Linked DNA regions of Gossypium hirsutum: regions 2 and 3 are each linked to region 1. The links are chromatin contacts, called in public Hi-C maps. All regions are on one chromosome and are shown on one strand. Each heading gives the region's core, a stretch centred on a gene start, on an enhancer-like site or on the middle of the called end of the contact. The rest is flanking DNA. Distances are from core to core; before and after follow the strand shown.

Evidence for each region. A called contact is a pair of places that touch in the nucleus more often than the background predicts.
Region 2: a Hi-C map of leaf shows a contact between it and region 1, with 1.9 times the contacts expected there. The contact joins the promoter of LOC107951486 here to the promoter of LOC107952035 in region 1. A contact is called at or near these places in 2 of 34 Hi-C or Micro-C datasets (hypocotyl and leaf).
Region 3: a contact with region 1 is called in a Hi-C map of leaf, with 4 times the contacts expected there. The contact joins the promoter of LOC107951483 here to the promoter of LOC107952035 in region 1. A contact is called at or near these places in 2 of 34 Hi-C or Micro-C datasets (both in leaf).

Annotation. Positions count from the first base shown.
Region 1 is chrA02:14,305,577-14,310,634 of Gossypium_hirsutum_v2.1, reverse strand. LOC107952035 (aldehyde dehydrogenase family 3 member H1) reads left to right here and starts at 2,009. Exons shown (of 10, transcript XM_016887275.2): 1 at 2,009-2,508; 2 at 4,353-4,421; 3 at 4,520-4,616; 4 at 4,722-4,928. The coding sequence starts at 2,284.
Region 2 is chrA02:13,921,481-13,926,538 of Gossypium_hirsutum_v2.1, reverse strand. It overlaps LOC107951486 (TAF5-like RNA polymerase II p300/CBP-associated factor-associated factor 65 kDa subunit 5L), which reads left to right and starts at 2,937. Exons shown (of 6, transcript XM_016886552.2): 1 at 2,937-4,488; 2 at 5,043-5,058. The coding sequence starts at 2,937. LOC107951487 reads right to left here and starts at 1,832. Exons shown (of 2, transcript XM_016886553.2): 1 at 1,334-1,832; 2 at 735-1,255. The coding sequence starts at 1,832. The coding sequence ends at 969.
Region 3 is chrA02:13,977,582-13,982,639 of Gossypium_hirsutum_v2.1, reverse strand. It overlaps LOC107951483 (SWI/SNF complex subunit SWI3C), which reads left to right and starts at 2,872. Exons shown (of 7, transcript XM_016886546.2): 1 at 2,872-3,196; 2 at 3,332-3,826; 3 at 4,557-5,058. The coding sequence starts at 3,178.

The sequences.
Region 1 (5,058 bases), core at 760-3,259:
TAAGCGATTTGCTCAGCATAAGGTTTTGTTTTTTTTATGCGTAAGTAACTTAGATTCATAGTAGATCATGATAAGGTCTTCTCAGCATCCAGAATTTAAACCCGACTTAGCAATGTTTGTGCATCTTTTATGTTTATAGTTGGCATGCACCTAATAGGTTAAGTTTTGTTGGGATAGAATAGTATTTATAATTAAATATTGCATTTTGATGTTTTAAAAATGATATATGTGGTTGATGTGTATATGCCTTTATCTGTATACAACTTAGAATTCTCATAGTCTGATTAAGGCATGAGATATGTAATGGTACCTTGAATGAAATGTATGAATGAACTTAATAAATGGTTTATATGTCATATGTCATGATATGCAATTTAGATTTGCTATGGTGCTGTTAGGGAATGATACATGAAATGGCAGCTTAATTATAAAGTGAAGAATGAATATGTATAGGTTTGCATCTAGAATAATAAGAATACTAGGTAAGTTAGTGAGAATGAATGGATGATTGGAAGTATTAGGTAGTTAGAACATGATGTTGATATGAATTGAAAGTTTTATGGCTTATTATGGAACCTATTTTTACTGTACATTTGGTCAAAAAGAAGAAAATAATAAGGTTAAATTGAATATGCATTGGTGTATCTTAAAAACACAAGTTGTGAGTTGGTATTGCAGAAATAGTATGTGACATCGTGACATCACATGCATGTCGTCGCGACAAGAAATGGCTTATAATGTCACGTTGAGACGAGAAACACTGTCGTCTCAACAAGGCCAAACAGTGAGTGACGTCGCGGAGACTGACGTTGTGACATGATAAATTGTTTGGTGACGTTACGATATGGTAATGATGACGTCACGACATCAACCCCGTATTTTAAAAATTTTACAATTCAGTCCTGATTTGATCTCGAGTTAAATTAAAAGCTTTCGTGAGCTCGTTTAGGACCCAAGAATGATTCTCTATTGTATTGTTTGTTTATAATTCTTATGAATAATAGCTTGATGACGTGAATTTGTATTTAATTTGATCGTAGTTGCTCCGGCAACGAATGTGGCACACTGTAGCTCAAACCCAGCAATCGGGTCAAGTATAGGGTATTACAAACGAACCCTAGTCAGAAAGTCACGTCCCGATGAGGAGCTCCCCAAAGTCGCGACATCAATTCAAAATTTTGTATCATTTACAATTTGATCCATTTCAATCTCGAGTTAATAAAGAGCTTTTGTAGGCTCGTCTAAGGCCCGAAAATGATAATGCATTGTTTAATTAGCATGAATTACTTGTATTTAAAGGTATATTGACATTAATTGGATGTTATTGATTGTAGTTGCTCTGGCAACAAATGTAACACTTTGTAACTCAGGCCTGACGATAGGGTCGGATATTGGGGTGTTATAAATAAAATGCTTACGTGTCCAATAAAGACACTATCGACTTGTCATCATTTTAAACACGCGACATAAAATTATTTTTGAAGACCTTTTAATATAATATATGATATTTCTTCAAAAAATATATAATATATGATATGATATGATATAATTATTGATGAAATTGAATTTTTTTTAGCTTAATGTAATATTTATTTAAAATTAAAATTAAATTGTTAAAATATGTAAATATTGAAAACTAAATATATTATTATAATAATTATGAAATATGATATCATCATATCCAAAAACATTTTACATCAGAACAAAACCAGATGGAAAATATTAAATATTAACGGTGAAATTGAAAGTCTTTATAACTTAGTTACCGAAAGAAAAATACACTAATAATTATTTAACTAAAGATGGAATTTACCATTAATTTTCTTTTTTATATTTTTAAATCTTGCTTTCTTATAAAGACAAGAACTATATTGAAATTCACGTCAACTTAACATTCCAGGTATGATTTATTTACATTTTTAAATTCAAAATTAAATCTAAAAGTCCAAAGTTAAAAAGAAAAATTAATTTATCTTTTTAATCGGTTGTATAGGTCCCCCATCAGAAGGTGAAGGTTTACCTTAATAGATCACAGCTGAGGAAAACGCCAGAGGTATGGCCCGGGTCACGGGCTCTTGTGCTATAGATCTATTTACGATCATACGCAGTTTCGTTGTTTTTGAGTATATTGGCAGGAAAAAGAAAAGGTGACGTAAGACATCATCATTATCAACGCCGGCAGAGTCCAATCAATTCAAAATCCTCATTTTGTTTTCTTGTTCTCTGCGGTTCCTTTTTTAAGATTCATAGTTGGAGCGTATTTGATTGATTATTTGGACGATAATGACGAGCGAAGTGGAGAACAAGCCGGTTTTTTGTACGGAGTCGGCAAAGGAGTTGGTGAAGGAGTTGAGAGCTAGCTTCGCAACCGGAAAGACTAAAAGCTACGAATGGAGGTTGACTCAGTTGAATGCCATGGTGAAGATGATGGAAGAGAAGGAGCCGCAAATCGTTGCTGCTCTTCACGATGATCTTTCCAAGCCGGAACTCGAATCCTCCATCTATGAGGTCAAATCTTTTGATTTCTTTTTAATTTTGAAATTTTATTTTCCTGTTATTCTTTCTTTTTAAAAAAAAATTGATTTTGGATTTGTTTTTTAGTTAATTAAATTTTAAAATGGATGAGAAGTAGAATTCAATGAAGTTATTTCACGTAGCATTAGTTGTTTAGTACAAAGTCTATAGGCGGCTGTAAGTCAGCTCTGGACAATTCTTGATTGGCATTTAATTATATCTAATCATAAAAACTTTACTGTTGGACTTGGTTACTGAATGAATCTGAATTTCAATTTTAAATTATTAAAACTTTGTTATTAATTATTGACCAGTCTCCAGATTAGAATATTCATAAAATAGATTTGATGGCTTTATTTGGTTACTGATAAACAACTTCAACTACTTTGTCTTTAAAGCTAACGGTGCTGTTTGGGGGGTTTATTTAGTTTTTCATGTCTAGATATACATTTGTATTAATATTATAAATTTTTATGAGAGACCCTGTTTCGTGTCAAGCTCCAACTCGAGAATCGTGAAATACATGAAGAGAACAGTTGGGAAGTTTTAGGAATCCTCTCTCTATTGTTGCTGGTGTGAAAAGGTTTTAGAAGTGTTTAAATACGTGACAGAATTGAAATCTTGATGGGCACAAGTAGCATTTATGGCATGCTAACAGTTAACTTTTTCTTGAAAACGGTTGATCAGTTTTCTGACTTTAAATGATTGCTAGATATATGCAGTGTTCCAAACTACTAGAACTCGAATATTTATTTCTAATCCAACTTGCTCACATGGTTAAAATCTCCAGCCACATGATGTAAGTATCGTAAGAAATATTTTCTTTTTTGGCCCTTTTTGTTTTTTTGTTCAGCCTCTATAGTATACTTTTATCAGTGAAGATTCTTCAAAATTATTAATTATTTGGAATATGTCTGGGCTTGGGGTAGATAGTCCCTGCGCTTGCCCATATTTAGTAGAGATCAGGATTAAGAATAATAAGTAACGGTTAAACTTCAATGCAGGAATGTATATCAGTAGGTGGACAGGATTTAGGAAAAAGAAAGAGATAGAGAGATGTATTGCTATTTACTGTTATTTTGAATAATTATAAGTTGGTGATTGGAGCTTTGACTGAGATAGACTACTGCTGTGAGGATAATTGTAGTTTTGATTAATTAATGTGGGGATACTTAATAATGGCATGAAAGCTAAATGAACTTTGATTATCGCCAATGAATACTTAAGGAGGTTTTTGAAAATTGTCATCTGTTTATAGTCACAGTTGTTTGCCACTTGTTTGAAAGAAACATTATTTGAGCCAAATGCCTAAATTATATATATTCAGTCTCTGGATTAAATGTGGAGGTTAGCGTGGTTTACTTTAAGATAGTTATATGCATCATTTAAGTCAACCTTTTGTGTTATGTTGATTAGATTTAAGAGCTAATGATAATGAATGTTGGACAGTAAGCAAATTTTCTTTTGAGGTTTCCTAAATGGTTGTTCTTGGCTTCAGTGTCACTTTTTGGCTGAAGATAAAAGTCGGTTACTTTTAGGTTTTTAACTTGGAAAATTAATATATTAGTTTACTATTGTTCTGGAGCAATTTATTTTTGTCATACAGGCAAGTTTATTTTGAGATGTCATCCTCTTATTAAGTTTGTGTAACTCTTGATGTTTGATATCTTTGTTTTAACCCTAAATGTCACACTAATTAGAAAACAAGAACTATGGAGAAGGCAACAATATTTGAGTTATTTATATTTGGCCTCCCGAGTGTGCTCTTCGTTTCTATGGAACTCCCACATAAAATAAGTAATCTTTTTCCTCTGATATTGACATGGTTGACACTTCAGATAGCAATGCTAAAGAACTCATTTAGATTGGCAGTCAAGAACATGAAGCATTGGATGATGCCAGAAAAGGTAAATATTTTGGATACCTCTCAAATGGGTGGAAGCTTTCATTTAGTTTTCTTTTTGGTATTAAAGAGTTGAATATGATTAACCTGCCTTTCTTGCAGGCAAAAACTTCATTGGTTACATTTCCTTCCTCTGCTGAAATTGTATCTGAACCATTGGGTGTGGTGTTAGTAATCTCAGCTTGGAATTATCCTTTTTGTATGTTAAACTCCGTGGTGAACTTGTTTACAGTCATGTTTTTCTTTTTCTTTTAATTTCTAAATTTTGTCGGAATGATGACTATAATTGTATATCTTCTTTCAGTGTTGTCTCTAGATCCAATTGTTGGAGCTATTGCAGCCGGTAATGCTATAGTCTTAAAGCCGTCAGAAATCGCTCCAGCCACATCATTGTTGCTTGCAAGGCTAGTAGCTGAGTATTTGGATAGCTCTTGCATAAAGGTTGTTGAAGGGGCTGTTCCTGAAACTGCAGCACTACTTGAGCAAAAGTGGGACAAAATACTGTATACAGGTCCTTGCTTATAATTGTCCTTCTCCTCCAGTTCAATCTTTTATGTCTTAATACACTTGGGCAACTTTATCTAAGGTTCATATGTGTAGGCTTCTAGAAGTTTGTGATCAAAGTGGATATTATCTTTCTA
Region 2 (5,058 bases), core at 1,688-4,187, 390 kb after region 1:
TGACATCGAGAACGGGATGGTTTTTTTATCAGAGAAAACAACGCGATTAACTTTTAACCAGAACATACAATTGTTAGAACTTTGAACAATAATTAGGTTGAAAATCATCAAATCCAACCGAATGAGAGTATCATCCCTTAAATATTGATTTTGTGCTTCGGTCGACCCTTTTAAATATGATACTTTCGATATCAAAGGTGCGAAAGGGTTAGAGGCAATGGTGTAGGCGCATATTGACAGTGGATCACCGTTTCTCGAGTTATATGTGGAGTTTTCAAGGATAGATAAAGGCTCTTGGGCGTCGACATATGTTCTTGTTCGAGAGGTCAAAATGAAAGAATTACGGTAAATAGAAGAAATGTATTCTCACATGTCTTAGATGAATATAAGTGGTAGCTTGTATCGAGTGCTTCATTTAAGTTGTTACCCAATAGATCATTGCATTGTAAACCAAAAAGTCGACCGACGTTGACTCAAATACGTGACAACATGAATATTCATGAGAAGTCAAACCAACCGAGATTATGCAGGTGGTGTAGGAACCTGGGCCATACAATACCATTATGTCCACATCGAAGTGATGATACAAGCATAACACATCATTAACATCAATTTTGTTGAAATATTAAACACGCGCTTTTGTCATACAATACAAATCAATAAATTATACAACTTTCTTCCATTATTCATGTACAGTCTTGATTTAATATTATGAAATGATAATAAAGACCAACTTTAATGAAAAAATGATATTGATTTAAAAACATAATAATGTACAAAATCGATACAATAAAAACGTTTGATATTTATTTCAATGTGAACATAAGAAGTACAATAATAAAGTAAATCAATCTAATCCCCGATTAGAATATGTGTTACATCGGGTTAACCAGCGGTTGCGAGACGGATTCCTTCTTGGTTCGACCTCCGGTATAGGTTGTGGTCTTGGCCTCTCATCTTCTTCACCTTCATTTGTGGTTGATTGCGACTGATTGCTCCTCGGTTACCCGTGCATCCTCCTGTCTAGGAATATGTGGTTGGGAAAATGATCCACCTTGGTAGAACAATGATCCTGGAGGTGTTTGAGGCACCATCGGAATAGAGGTATAACTATATTGTGTCCCATACATCGATGACATAGCAATTGGACTCTCGGTCGGTGCCCGAATCATAGATGGCCCATACGTCGTCGTTGTCGAAAATATCGATGGCATCAGCATGTAATACACCAGGGATAAAGGTCCAAAAACAAAACCTAGCATCGAAGTAAAAGTAGAAAAATGTGGAGAAATATATAATGCTTGTGTGAAAATGACAGGGTTAGTATACGCACCAGAATAAGACGAGACAAACTGACTTAGGGGTGGTGCGGTTATCGGTGTTGGTTCTTGTGTAGGTGCTGACAACGGACCCACCTCGCTAGACCCTGGATGTATAGGCGCCTGTCGTGACCTCCTCGTATGTGGTTGTCGACTCCTCGCCTCTTCCCCTAACAAGTATAACTTGCCATAAACCCTAAACCATTGTATGTACTTCGGATCGTAGGCTAGCTCTGGAACGACAATGACCTCGCTAGTAGGTAAAAACTCGTACATATTGTTCCACATGTTGATATATTGTGCGTGGAATATCAACCTATTCTCATCTATCCTCCCTTGCAAGTCGATAGGATGTAGATCATCGAGGTCTTGAGGTGCCACTGAAATTTGTTGCCTGAACTCGAATTGCTGCAACACTTTATCCGACTCGTACATCTCTACAGTAGTGTTCACTACCAATGACACCTTCACGTGCCAGATGTTGGATTCACCAAAAATTTCGATGGGATGCATTCTTAAATTGTCGGATCCTCATATGACATCCATTCAAACATAGTTATATATATATTACTAATTAAATAGCCATTGAAGAAAGTAGCACCTTACTGTTAGGGAAAACACTTTCACCTGGAGGTATTTTCAGGTAACTTAACTGAAAATGCATTCTGAAAATATTTTACTTACAACTGTCGTAAGCGTTTTCCAGCAAAACATAAATTGTGATAAATGCTTTAGATTGAGCAGAATGGTATGCATATGCTAACATGTTTAAATATGCATTGAACTTCTCATGCGGTCATGTCTATTACTCAATTTGCATATTTCTTAAACATATTGTGTTCGTGTTTTTTTATTGTGATCTGTAGCATCTTTCTTCATCCTCCTAACCTTTCTGAATAAAATCTCATCATAAATAATTAAAAAGGCAAAAAACGAAAGTAGCTATGTATACTCACCAGCTCCCCAGCCAGTTCTCATCCCAAATGCTTACTGGAAATTCCCAATGAACTGAAATAACCAAGGGAAAAAGATCTTATCATGCTTAATCATGTTATATATGTCTCAAACTCGAATAACGTCAGATTTTCAGACTTCTGTCGGAGCTTTAAACAATGGCAAATGCATCGTATAAAACAGTGGATTGCGAATCCAGGCGATGAATTTATAAGAAAAAGGATCCAATTCGGGACTTCTAGGACTCACTGTTAGTGACACGAGAAACAAGAATGAGCTGATGAATCCACCTAGAATGGTGAACAGTTCTGAGGACGCTAATTTTCCTCGATACATCATTTGGAGTGAAAGAATGACGGTAAATAGAAGAAACGAATAGAGCATTGAATTTCTTGATCCTGCCATGCTCTTTAAACCCTCAATGCGCCGCCGTACGCCGCCGGTCCCTCTCCGTTGCGATATCGATACGTCAAATTTCAGAGAAAGATGTATTCAGAGAAAACGAACTGCTGGTAAAGGAGAGTGATTTTGGTATTATTTGGAAACTGTAAGGGTAAAAATGTCAGAAGGTAGATTTTGGTCAAAGTGAAACGACGTGTTTTTTGGGAGGGTACAGCTTTTTAAGAAGACGAAACTTCTTTCTTTTTTCTCTGCCCGGCGGCGATGGAGTCGCAGGACTTACCGGAATGTCCAGTCTGTTTGCAACCGTACGACGGCGCGTGCACGATCCCGCGTGTGCTCGCGTGTGGCCACACGGTGTGCGAGTCATGCCTATTAAACCTCCCTAAGAAACTCCCGGGAGCAATCCGATGCCCCGCGTGTACGGTGCTCGTCAAGTACCCACCGGAGGGCCCCACGACTCTCCCCAAAAACATCGACCTCCTTAGACTAATCCCCGGCGGCTCTGAAAATCCCCGAAAACCCGTCAACAAATCCAAAAATGTCTCCAATCTCCCTTTCCTCCCTCGTTCTTGGTCCGACGAGTTTTATTCCAACTGGAAAAGCTACCTTCTCCGTGACGATACCGTTGAGAGAGACCAAGTGAGCCTTTTGCCTGTTGGGTCTTTTTCAAGTGGCGAGGAGGATGGTTCTTTGTTTAAGGCTGGATATCTCGTGAGAGTTATGGATTGTTTGCGTGAAATGAAAGAAGAGGAAAGAGAGGACTTGGGTTTAGTTTTAAGAGCTTTTACTAAGCAAAATTGTAGAATTTGTAGAGTTTTGGGTCTGTGGGGTGATCTTGGGGATGGGGTTCTGTATTTAGTGAGTGAGAAGCAAAAATGGGGGAACTTTTTGGATAAGGACTTGGGGTGTTTTGAGAAAGAAGGGGTTTTTAATTTTGCACTGATGGGTATGGAAATGTGTGAGGCAGTCATTTCTTTACATAAAGAAGGGTTGATTGCTGGTTGCTTGAGCTTTTCTTGCTTTCAATTGGATGATTTTGGGCATATATATCTTGATTTGAATGAGGTGTTATTGACTGGAAGGGGAATTCAAGATATTGTTGCAAATGTTGGATTTAGTGGGAACAAGATTGGTGATGGAGAAATCGGTATGTTGTTTAAAGATTTGTTGAAAAGGGATGTGTTTATTAGCCCTGAGGTGTTGCTTAAGCTGTTAGAGAAAGAGGGTATTGGGGTAGAGTGTTGTAGCTTGAAATATCCAATAAGATATAGCTCGGATGCTTGGTTGTTAAGTTGTATTCTTCTTAGGATTGTCAATGAGGATGTCTTTAGTGATGAATGGGTTGAATATATGTGCCATATTATTGTGAAAGGAAGTGAAAATAGTGAAATAGATTGTTCAAGTGTCTATACAAGTTTGATGGAGAAAGTGAGTTCTTTATTGGGAACTAAATTTGGTGCCGAATGTGCATCTTTGCAGCAGATTCTATGTAAATGCTTGGATCTTGATCCCGAGAATCGTTCACTAGCGGGAGATGTGTGGAAATGTATTAGGGAGCTAGTTATTAAACCTCAGTTTGATAAAATGGTGAAATTGGATGGTGCAAGTTATGATGAGAATGGAGGTCGATGTATGGTTGTTGGGAAATTGTGTCTGTTGTCCAGGGAAAGAACCGAAACACAGGAAAAATATGAGTTACCAGGAAAAGAAGCAAATGGTGCAACAGACATGGTTAATGGTCTTACAGAGGGCAGAATTAAATGGAAAGATTTGCAAGGCCATCTTGATTGTGTTACTGGATTAGCTGTAGGAGGTATAGTTTCTTATCTGTCTTTAACATATGCTGTTTCAATTTTGATACTGCTGACTGCTAATTGGTGGAAAGGGTTCTTAGTAGTCGATACCTTGTTATGGCTTTTGTATTTAGGAACTTTACAAGCATAAGGCCTGTGAATATTTGGTAGTTTGCTGCCACTTCTATAAAATGCAATAAAAAAATTTAACTTAGCATTCGCTGTTGCATGGTGCTAGTCCTAGTATAGTCATTATCCACGTTACAAGGATTCCTTTTGTTAATAAGGTGGCTGTTTTGAGGCCTGGGTGGGAGGGCTTTGGTGATTTGCATTTCGATCATTGAAACAGAGTTTCTTCCATTACACAATTGCGTGTCACATGATCCTGGACCATGATTCTTCGAATCTTAAGCTGCCTCATATCCGGTTAAACAATGTTGTTTTACCCTTCTCTTTTCCTTTTCGATGTTAATGGTATGCTGGATCTTCTTCTTGACATATATGGTTTTAAATGATTTCATGAATCTTAGGTAAATTTAGGAGATGTATTCATATTTTCTTTTTGCTGTTCTAGGGGGTTATCTGTTTAG
Region 3 (5,058 bases), core at 1,623-4,122, 330 kb after region 1:
TTTAAATTTGCTTTATAAAATCGTTTGTTTATTGCGCACGCATGCACGTAGTTACAAATAACAGTAGCAAAGAATATTTCAAATGGTTTTACCCCATATTAAACCAACATTAATCCTCAAATTACCAATAAGCCATTCAACCAAAAAAACGTGAAGAAGGACTATTAACTCCATTGGATCCCAATAAACTTCTCCAAAGTCTAGTGATCTCTTGACACTCTTTCAAAACTTGTAAGACTAGTTCCTTCATTACTCCACAAATTGAACACGTTGGATCCTCTACCATACCTTCTCTGCATCCGTGTGACATTCGTTAACAATCTATTTTTCATTGCTTGCCATAAGATGTAAAGCTTAATTGTGCTGAAAGGGATGAATTGGTGATTCAAAACTTTGCAAGAAAGATGAATAAAAATTGACACAATGATATATAGTGGTTCAACCCCAATTGCTTACACTCATTACCTTAGCTCTTTAAAATTAAAGGTTTCCCAAATCCATGAAACCTTTTAAGGATAAGGTTTCACTTTATAACATTATCTTTTGAATAGACAAGATAGACCCATTTCCCATTAAAGTTTTCTACCCACAACCTTAAGTGACCTCTCACAAATTTTAGAAATGAATAGTTAAAAAGAAATGCCTACCAAAGGGTTATATACAATAATCAAGCTCAGTTAAATGAATTACTAACACTTGAAAATAATGAAAGAAAATAAAACCCCAAGTGTGAACAAGAGAAATATGAAAATTATAAGTGAAAGATTGGATTTTTACACAATAAGCTTTATGAACTTGTTTCTTGTCTTCTTTTTTTATGTTCTTGAGTTATATTTATACCTTTCATTGATTTCTAGTCGCTTAGAGTAATTAGAGGGAAAATTGAGTTGTTGAAGACATTTACTTGAACATTAAATGCAGTTGTAAGGGCCTATGTTTCGCTACTTGGACTTTAAGTTCTGATACCCTGCTTAAATAAAGTAATCGTTAAAGCTATAGGTACCAGACTCTAAGGTTATGTTCAAATACCTCTTGCTTTAGGGTTCAGTTCTTCTTCATTTGGGGTTCAATACCCCCAAATGTTCAAAAATTGATTTGGCACCCCAAGTTCCAGAGCACATAAGCTTGGGTCCAATACATAGTAATATATATAGACACTTATGCCCAAGGGGTTCAATACCCTTAAAGTCAGTAAGTTGTGTTATGGTATCCTTACTAATGGTATTGAACCATAGCCTAAGTTATGCAAAAAATAAGTTTTAAAAGTACTTTTAGGAGCTTCTAATCTTCATAATTTTTTTTAGATGTTTAAACAATTTTGAAAATTACTTGAAACTATTTTTTGAAGGTTTAACATGAGATCTTATAAAATTTAATTAAGGAAATATTCTGTTATATCAAAATATTTAAAAATAAAAACTAACATAAGAAAACCCGAATACATTGAAGTATAGAGCATTCCCAAACAATCTTCCATTACATTCTTTTTCACCCCAAAGATCTTCCATCAAACTATTATAAGCTTCTCTAAGTGAAACGATGTTATGGATCCACCAAATCTTTGATTAACAAACTATACACACAAATTTTAAATTGAAAGTTGACTTGAAATTTCTAAGTCAAATTTATTGATAACTTTGAAAGAGAAGTTACAATCTCTGGATTTCTTTACAAAGAAAACTTATTTGATTCTTCTCTTTGATTTAGCTGTAATCCAAAGTTGTCTAGACTTGGTCTTGGATGGATGTGATTACTTCAAGGGTCATGTTGACTTCTTCTTGAAATAGGTTTGGACCTTTTTTCTTTAGTTGATTTGGATCGAAAGACAACTTTTTTCAGAAACGACTTTTGTCTTCTTCTCCAAATATGAACTGGATTGGAAGGTTCATCAAAATTTCTTCAAGTTCTTCAACTTCTTCAGATAATTTTGATGAGATCTTTTGGGCTTCTTGAACTTGTGAATTTGCATAATGGCTTGGGGCCACCTCTTCTTATACTACTAATTACTTGAATAAAAGAAAGTTCTACAAGTAATTAAAGTCTTTTATTTATTATTTTTCTCTTATTAATTGATTAAAGATGAAATAATAATTTAATTTTATCATTTAATTATTTTATTTTTAATTAGGGATAAATTTATCTATTAATTAACTTAAACTAATTAGAGAAAAATAATTATGATGTCATCAAATTTTCACCATGATAAGTTTGGCTCGACTTACAATAACTTCAGCTTGATACGTGACACTTTGTAATTGGTCCGGAAATTTATGATCACATGAATCTCTAGGAAGACCTAATTGTTGTATTCAACTGTCAGACCAAAGCCGCATCGTAGTGTCATCCTAGTGACCACATCAAATTAACTTTATGAAAATCCTAGATTTTTTATAAGTGATCTCTATGGAGCATAACAATTAGCTCTTTCTATTGAATTCAAAGTATCTTATCCAGTCGATAAAAAATATTTTTAATTGAGAGTAACTTATGCTTTGACAGTTATTTGTGACTCGTGTAACTCAACCAACTATATCTAAACTTAAAATTTTCATATTTAATTGTGTTTCTATGACATATATGATTTTTAAAAATAATTAAAAAGTTTATAAAAACCGGTTTTAGCTAGGTTCACTAATCAATAGATTTTTTTACTTTTCATTGGACTTGTACCTTGACCGGTTAGATCAATTCAAAAAATATTGATGAAACCCAATGTTATTAGAACTCAATTGAATTGAGAACTTGTCAATATATCAGTCCAAACCAGGGGAATAAATGAATCTCTAAATATAAGATTAAATCGAAAATCAATGGTATGTCGAGATTCGATACCTATTTGACTTTTATAACATTGACTAAACGTTGGTGGGTAACCAAGTGAGCCCACTAAGCCTACTCACGCCAAGATCCCAAAGGAAAAACGGTGAAGTGCGGGAGGGGAAAAGTTAAGAAACAGAGGGCAGAACCAAAACAAAGAAGAGAAAGAGAAGAGAAAAGAAAAGAAAAGAAAAGGAAAGTCCCTATTCACTTTCTCTTTCTCCTTCTCCTTCTGCTAATATACTACTACTACTACACCTTTCTCGTCCCTGCAATTTTAATCCCCCACCCCACAAAATTCTTTCGCCATTTCACACACTTCCTCTCTGTAATTTCACCTTTCACTTCTAATTCAATCCAATGCCTGCTTCTTCTTCAGGCAATCTCTCGTCCCTCTTTTTTCTTTTAATTATTTTCTCATTTTCCGTATCCAATGATAATAAAATTTAAGTTACCCTAATTACGTTTTTCATTTTTCCTAGAATTAATTTTTTTAATTTTTTTTTTGGGATAGATGGTCGAGGTAGATGGAAGCGGCGGAAGCGAGAGCGAAGATTGAAGCACCAGCTGGAAGAAAAGGATGTGGTTCCGGAGGAAGACGATGAAGAAGAGAACAACGATGACCTTGACAACTCCGGGGACGATGCCGCCGGTGTCGCCACGGATCCATCCTTACCGGGCTCCAGCGAGAGTGAGGTCCTGGCCGGCGGTGGACTTCGCATCTCGGAGTTCCCTCCCGTGGTGAAGAGAACCGTGAACTGTCCTCACGGTTCCGTAATGGCGATCGTGGCATCTGAACGGGCGGGTTTGATTGGGGATAGTAAGGTGCATCAGCAGGTTGAGCTGGCGGTTTTGGAGAATGTTTCGCACGGGCAGATACAGTCGGTTTCTACGGAAGCTCCCGTTGTTGATCCGGAGAAGTATGTGATCACCCCTCCTCCTATAATGGAGGGTCGTGGTGTTGTTAAGAGGTTTGGGAGTACGGTTCATGTCCTGCCAATGCATTCAGGTTCGGTTCCGCTGTCTCTTTAATATCTTCATGCTTTAAACTTTTGCCTGGTTTCAATTTTGAGTCTGACTTTGGCTAGCCGAAAGAATAATCTGGAAACAAGTTTAGGGGGTTTAATTTCAACAAATTTCCTATAAATCAAGGGTATAAATAGATGGAGCTTATTTATATTAATTGACTGTAAGTGGTATTAAGATGTAGGATTGAAGAGTTTCAAAGGTTTGACTTTCGTCTGTTTCTCGTAGTGAACGCAAGCTGCTAATATTTGGTGAATGTTCTTTCTTTGTACCTTTCAAAAAAAAAAAGTTCTTTCTTTATCAGCTTGAATTTAAGATGCACTGTTGGAAAAGTCTTTTGAGAAAGTATATAATTTAAGTTCCTTTTTGTATTTGACTGGGGAACTTTATAATCGTTTTTTTTATGTGAGTTGATTAGTATCTAGACTAGACCTTCTTTTGATTGGACTCTAAGAAATGTCTTGAATCTTGATCTAGCTCAGACAGGAGATGTAATCTAAATTAAAACAAAAGTTAAGCAATTTAAACTTGGGTTGGTTTTATTTACATGATATGTGTGTCGTGTCATGTCATGTCATGTCATGTCTAGCATTAGTAGAAGAAATATGCATTATAAACTCCAAGCTTATGTTGCACCCTCTCTCTTTGTGAACTAAAATCTTCTTATTCGTGTATTAATAATTGGTTGTGTTTGTGGGTTTCCTTGCAAGCAGAGTGGTTTTCACCAGCCACAGTGCATCGTCTAGAAAGACAAGTTGTGCCACTTTTCTTCTCTGGGAAGTCACCTGAACACACGCCAGAAAGATATATTGAATGTAGAAACCAAATAGTTGTCAAATACATGGATAATCCTGGGAAGAGAATTACAGTTTCTGATTGTCAGGGGTTGGTAAATGGTATCAATAATGAGGATTTAACTCGGATTTTTCGGTTTCTTGATCACTGGGGAATCATCAATTATTGTGCAGCTGCACCAAGTCATGAGCCATGGAAAGTTGGATCCTACTTAAGGGAGGAATCAAATGGTGAGGTTCATGTGCCATCAGCTGCTTTAAAGTCTATTGATAGTTTGATCAAATTTGAAAAGCCGAAATGTAGGCTTAAGGCAGCAGATGTTTATTCCCCATTGTCATGTCATGATAACGATGTCTCTGACTTGGACAACAGAATACGAGAGCGCTTATCTGAAAACTATTGTAGTTCTTGTTCTCAGCC